2 separate regions of the Sus scrofa genome follow, and region 1 is linked to region 2. Evidence: chromatin contacts called from public Hi-C data. All regions are on one chromosome and are shown on one strand. Each heading gives the region's core, a stretch centred on a gene start, on an enhancer-like site or on the middle of the called end of the contact. The rest is flanking DNA. Distances are from core to core; before and after follow the strand shown.

Region 1 (2,906 bases), core at 329-2,828, 380 kb after region 2:
AAAGCAGAAATGTTTGACAGATACATGTTATCCAATATGAAGGAGTTTCTCACCTTACTTGCTCATGTTGAGTGTTATGCTCAGAAAAACAGGAAAGGTCTCTAGAAATTGAAAAGGTGATCTATGAAAAGGATGGGGTAAAGGAGGTATAAAAACCAAGGACCAAGAGAAAACTGAAAAAAAAAAAAAATTGTATGAGGAAGCTGCGGGCCCATAAGCTACATTTTCTACACAAGCATTAAAATATTCTCAAACGACCCAGGAAATAGGGCCAGACAAATGGGAGAATCGCTATGATAAACGGTCACTCAAAGATAACAAAGAATCTTAAGACAAAATTTGACTGACCCCACCCACTAAAAAAATACCTGCAAAGGGGCCAAAGTAACACCTTACCTCCATAGCTGGATGTGCCCTTGTAAGAAACTTCTAGAGACAACTGGCAATGCCTTCCTTACATTTAAAGTGAACAAATTATACATGTAAACACTCTGTTTCCTTCAAAGGAGGAGTCTGAAAGGAGGGAGAAAAATCACAATTTGTTGGGGGGGGTGGGTGGTATTTTAGACGCGGCTCTTTGCTAATCTCGGCCTGGTGGTCTGGCCCCTGCCTGTGTCTCGGGCCCCCTCTCCCCTCATTTACTGGCAGCAGCTCAGGCAACAGCCACAACACCAACAAAAACCCAGCTCCTATCCACACCTCCTTTCGCTCAGGTCTGCTCGCAGATGTCACCTTCCCGACTGTTACTAAAATAGCATCCATCTGCCCCATCCTTTTACCTTGCTTTTATTTTTCTTTACAGCATTACCACTTTCTTACATTCTATCACTCATTCCTTTACCTGTTTACTGTCTGACTCCTCCCTTGAGGTAAAAGCTCTATGACCTGGAAAAGAAAGCTTTACTCTTTCCAATAATGTCTCTTCAGTAAATAAAAGGAAAAAAAATAAAATAAGGAGACCCCATTAAAACGAAACAAAACAAAAAAACACCTCAGGAGAAGAGCACAACAGAAAGCGGGAGAAAAATAGGAAGCACCAGCAATTACGATTTGCCAGAACTGTGCCAATACAAATTCATGCACAACAGAGAATATTTAATTTGTGTATAATGTAACTTATTTTTCAGAAATCCTGAAAGACTCCAATGGGCTAATCTATTTGAAAATACTTAAGACAGTACGTAACACAGCCCTGAAACCAGCTCTGGCCTCCTCCAGACGCGCGCGCTGATTTCTGTGGATTCTTAAAGAGGCTTCAGAGTGCACCCTCCCTAGTATAAAATGTATTCTTGTCGCTATTTGATTGGCTGGCCCTCCCAGGCGCCCTTTCCTCATTGGTTGCGCCCCCAGTCCATCACTTTAGGTTTCCAGCACTCCATTTGTCTGCTGCCGCAGATTGCGGCTGTCGGCCACGCTAAGACAGGAGTAGTTCCCCGGTGACGTCAAGGCTCTCCCCTCCCACATTCCACAGCCTAGGCGGAGACTTCCCACTGCCCCCGCCTTTGGGCGGAGAGCGAGACTTCTGATTGGGTAGGATGGGTGAGATGAGTATTCGATTGGTCCACGCTCTGGAGGGAGGTGGAGTCGTAGCTGCGTCCGGGAGCAGAGCTGAGGAGCCCTGGGGAGTCTCAAAGTTTGTGTCTGGAGCCCTAGCGGAGAGTGGGCTTGTTGAGAAAGGCTTTCTGGGAATGAGAGCTGATTTCCTGTCTTTCTTTTGGATGCACACCCTGCTTTCACCTCCTCAGCCTTCGGTCTGACCTCAGGACCGTCACTCTCCTCCGGGGAATCTCCGGACCGGAGCCCTTGGCAGTTCTTTCTGAGGCAGAGAAGCGAACGTTTTCCTTCCTAAGTGCATAAGCTACACGCACACGCACGCGCGCACACACACACACACACACACACACACACACACATACACTCGTGTGGAGGCGAATCTCGCTCTCCGAGACCCTGCCGGCTCCCCTCCTGCCCTCAGCATCCTCGGCCCAGCGCGCCTCGGACCACCATGGAGGTGCTGGAGAGCGGGGAGCAGAGCGTCCTGCAGTGGGACCGCAAGCTGAGCGAGCTGTCAGAGCCCGGGGAAACAGAGGCTCTCATGTACCATACGGTGAGGACTCGGCGGGGCGGGGAAGGGGCGGCTTGAGAGGGGGAAGTGTCACCAAAGGAACAGTTCGGGGCAGGGAACTGGGAAGGAAGTATTTGGGAAGAGCATGGCCCAGAAAGAAAAAAATCTGGGAAGAGGTGTGGTTTTTCTAACTGAACAGTGAAGGTGGGCAGCTAGCCCTTTAAAACTTTTGGTAATAGTAACAACGCTTTGTATTTTTTTAAGCAACTTACACTGGGTTCCCTATGGGTTTTTCACATCTGCAGTCTCATTTTCTATGCTTTCTGCACTGTAAAGCGAGAGAAGGGGTAGATGTTTTGATAATCCCCTTCTAGTGTGCTGCTCATTTTTGTGGGAAGGTTTTTAAAAAACTGGACAAAATAAAGTAGCATTTTCTTTCCTTTGTTGTCATATTCTATCTCCCTGTCTCTCTCGCTTTACTTTCTTATTTGTATTTTAAGAAGTATACCTGTGTGTGTGTGTGTGTGTGTGTGTGTGTGTTTTGAAAAGACTCCTTCCTATTAGGAGGGAGACTGCTTTATTTGGCTTCTTTAACTGTGCAGCCAAGAAATCGGCTTCCTCCTTCAGAGAAAAGATCAGCAAAGGGGTATGGAAAATCTGAGGCACTGCATATTTCAGAAAGGCTTTGGAGTAGGTGGGACAGCTCACCAGTTCAGTTCTTATGCCACAGAGACCCCACTGGTCACAGAGCATAAGTTTCTTTTGAAGTTTTCAATTCCGAGTTTTTGATATTACATTTGCAAAATGAAATTTTGTTTCCAACAGCCAGCACTGATAATAC
Region 2 (3,079 bases), core at 96-2,595:
ACAAAACATCGTCTCTCAGTTCCTTTGTCCCCATCAGAGACGAGAGAATTGGGGGCTCATTAAGGAAAATAACCCAAAACATTCAAGACAAAAAATAGACGGCATCCGATGTGTAATCAATCATCAAAGAAAGTCACTATCACTTCATCTTCATCCCTTCCTTTCCCCCCTCCGGCTCAAATAACGTGGGTATATACGAGATGATTAGGATCATATGGACCTGGACAAAGCTTTGGGGAGGCCAAGGGTAGCAGTTAACTAGATGCAGTCGGCAAGGGACCCGACAAACAGTCTGCAGCAGACTCCGACAGGGGTTTTCAAAAGTGCGGGTCGCACCAGCCAGGCACCCCGGGAGGAGAAAGCTGGGGAGCAGGAGCAGCAGAAGCAGCAGCAGCGCTGGAGTCCGCGGCGCCGGTGGAAGTTGCTCACGGGGCGCGCGGCACGCCGCAGAGCGCGCGGGCCCTCCATGTCACCGCCGCCAGCACAGACCCTCTCCGCCCCTCCCCCGCCGCGCACCCCGAGCGGCGGCGACATGACAGCGGGTCGCCGCGACGCACCGGGGCGCCGGCCTCCCGGGGTCCCTCCCCGCGTTCCCCAGCCCCCCGCCTCCGCGGCCGGCTCTCACCTTGGGTAGCGAACGGCGAGGAGCCGCTGACCGGCGAGCCGGGGGCGGGGACCGGCGGCGGGGTCTCGCCGGAGCCCAGCATGGGCGCGGGCAGCATGAGGTAGCGCTGGGGCGCGGGCAGACAGCGCTGGCAGAACGAGTGCAGGCAGGGCAGCAGCTTGGGCGCCCGGCTCTGGATGTTCTGGTGGCACACGGCGCAAGTGTCCAACAGGTTGAGCCGGGCCGCCTCGCTTCCGCGCTCCGAGTCGGGGCCCTGCCGACTCTCGGCCTCGTTCTCCCCGCTCGGCGCAGCCGAGGGCCCCCCGGCGGCCGCCACCGAAGCCGCTGCGGCCGCCGTCGCCGCCTTCTCCACAGCCACCTCCATTGTCCTGCCCCCGCCGCCGCCGCCGCCGCCGCCGCCGGGAAAGGAGGAGCGCGGTCTCTGCCCACCGCCCCCGACGACCTCCTCCTCCACCGCCTCCTCCTCCTCCTCCTCCCAGGCCGCTAGGGTGACCCGCAGGAGAGGGAGGGAGGGAGGGAGGCCCGGGCCAAGGAAGCCTTCTCAGGCCCCAGGGATCCGCCTCCCGGGTGGCGCGGCCGGAAGAAGGGGATCTGTCAGCGGGGACTGCTCCTCGCACCGGGGAGGCTGCGCCCCATCCGCTTCGCCAACCGCCGCGGCGCTCGTCGAATCCGCCCAGCCCGCCCTCGCCTCCCCGCCTTTCTTTCGGGCCCCCTGGCCCACCTCAGGCCCCGCCCCCTCCCTCCCTCTCCCAGCAACCGAGACGTCGGCGAGCAGCGCGCCACCCAATAGCCGCCGCGCCTGGCCGGGGGGCGGGGCCTTCCCAAGCCCGCGAGGCTCCGACAGCCGCGGCGGGAGGCTAGGAGGTGGGAGGGCTCTTGCCCAGCCCCTCCCCCCAACTCCTGGAACCACGGCCTCTGATTGGGCCTTTGTGTGTGTTTAGCTCCTCTGAAAAGATTAAGGGCTCATTTGTTAACGATCAACCACCTAATTCGGTCCGCCTGTGTTAGCCCCACCTATGGGGCGGAGCTTCACTTTGTCTACCGACGCTTTTAATTAAGTAACTGCTTCGAAAACTCCCGTTCTGCTACTGAAGATGGGCTCCTGTAGGGGAAGTAAATATGTTGGGAGAGTCGAAGTGGAGATTGTGAAGAGCAAACAAGGAAAAAATTTTAAAAATGGAAAAATGTTGCGTAAAAAAGATATTGTGCAGGCAGCATATATTTTGCCACATGAATTGAGTATGATGAATTATGAGCATGAATTGTTAAGAGGGGAAGTTCTCTTGCAAGTCGGGAAATTTTAAAGGATTTCCCCAATGAAAAAGGTGAAATCAATTTTTAAAGTCAGTGATTTGCTTTTCAAGTGAATAAACATGGTTTATTCTCCAAAGAATTAATACATAAAGACTGTTCAAAAGTGGTTTTTTTTATTACAAGGAATAAAAATAAATGTTAATACTAATGTCCAAATAATTCTAAAATATTCTTTTCCAGCCACCCACCCGAAGCCCTCCCTCCCAACACACACACACACACACACACACACACACACACACATTTTAGAAGTCGCACACATTTTTCACTCTAAAGTGGCTAAGCTTTTAAGGATTTTGAAGTATAGAAACAGGGTGGGAGAAACAAAGCTTTTGAACACAATTATGGGAAAAAAATTATATGGAAGTGCCATTTTTTAGGAACACATGAAGTGATGCTGAATCTTTGAGAGTGGGATGGGGTCAGAAAAGGCTTTGTTAAAATTGAAATGATCCTGGAAGAAGCGATGACAATGGGGGAGAGCAAACTCTAGGCAACTCAGCTCTCCCTCATGACCTTACCTTTCCCAAAATATTCCTCTCCTAGCAGGCTCTTTCCCAGATTCTTAAATCCAATCTCCAGTGGCTTCCAGAGTGTCATTTTCATTCTTAATGACATTCAAGGGCTATTTATCTTGTATAGTTGTTTCTTAAACCTTAGTTTGCATAAAAATCGCCTGCCACATTTACTTAAAAGCTGGTTCTTGAGCCCCTCCCCAGATTCAGTTTTAGCAGGATCTCCTGATTGTGATGTGGATGGTCCAGGACCACCCTTAAAGAAACAAATTTCTTAACCCACTTATTGTCCCTCAACGATTTCATCCCTATACACCTCTCAAGCTGAAGCTCCCACTACTCTCATACTTTATGCTCTAGCAATTTTAACTCTTACCCACTTTGCACAAGCTTTTCCCTTTGTTTTGAAATGCCCTTCGCTCTGTACCCTGTTATGGTAGCTGTACTTTGAAAATCTTCATGTAATAGGAAAGCAAATTCTGTGTTATAAACTAGTGCTTTTAACGTGTTAATATTTCATTACAGAGGTGGTATACAGGATTCAAGTAGACTAAGAGACAAGTGCCTTTTAGTCCCTCAGATGATGGTGGTGAAGAAAAGAGAGGTAAATTGAGAGCCTTGTTTT

Evidence for each region. A called contact is a pair of places that touch in the nucleus more often than the background predicts.
Region 1: a contact with region 2 is called in a Hi-C map of liver, with 10 times the contacts expected there. The contact joins the promoter of CREB3L2 here to the promoter of TRIM24 in region 2. A contact is called at or near these places in 1 of 5 promoter capture datasets (liver), 2 of 47 Hi-C or Micro-C datasets (liver and skeletal muscle) and 1 of 2 datasets of contacts at active chromatin or transcription factors (alveolar macrophages).

The regions. Positions count from the first base shown.
Region 1 is chr18:11,531,606-11,534,511 of Sscrofa11.1, forward strand. It overlaps CREB3L2 (cyclic AMP-responsive element-binding protein 3-like protein 2), which reads left to right and starts at 1,579. Exons shown (of 12, transcript XM_003134635.4): 1 at 1,579-2,107. The coding sequence starts at 2,006. AKR1D1 (3-oxo-5-beta-steroid 4-dehydrogenase) reads right to left here and starts at 1,241. Exons shown (of 9, transcript XM_021078691.1): 1 at 1-1,241.
Region 2 is chr18:11,150,410-11,153,488 of Sscrofa11.1, forward strand. It overlaps TRIM24 (transcription intermediary factor 1-alpha), which reads right to left and starts at 1,346. Exons shown (of 19, transcript XM_021079187.1): 1 at 626-1,346. The coding sequence starts at 989.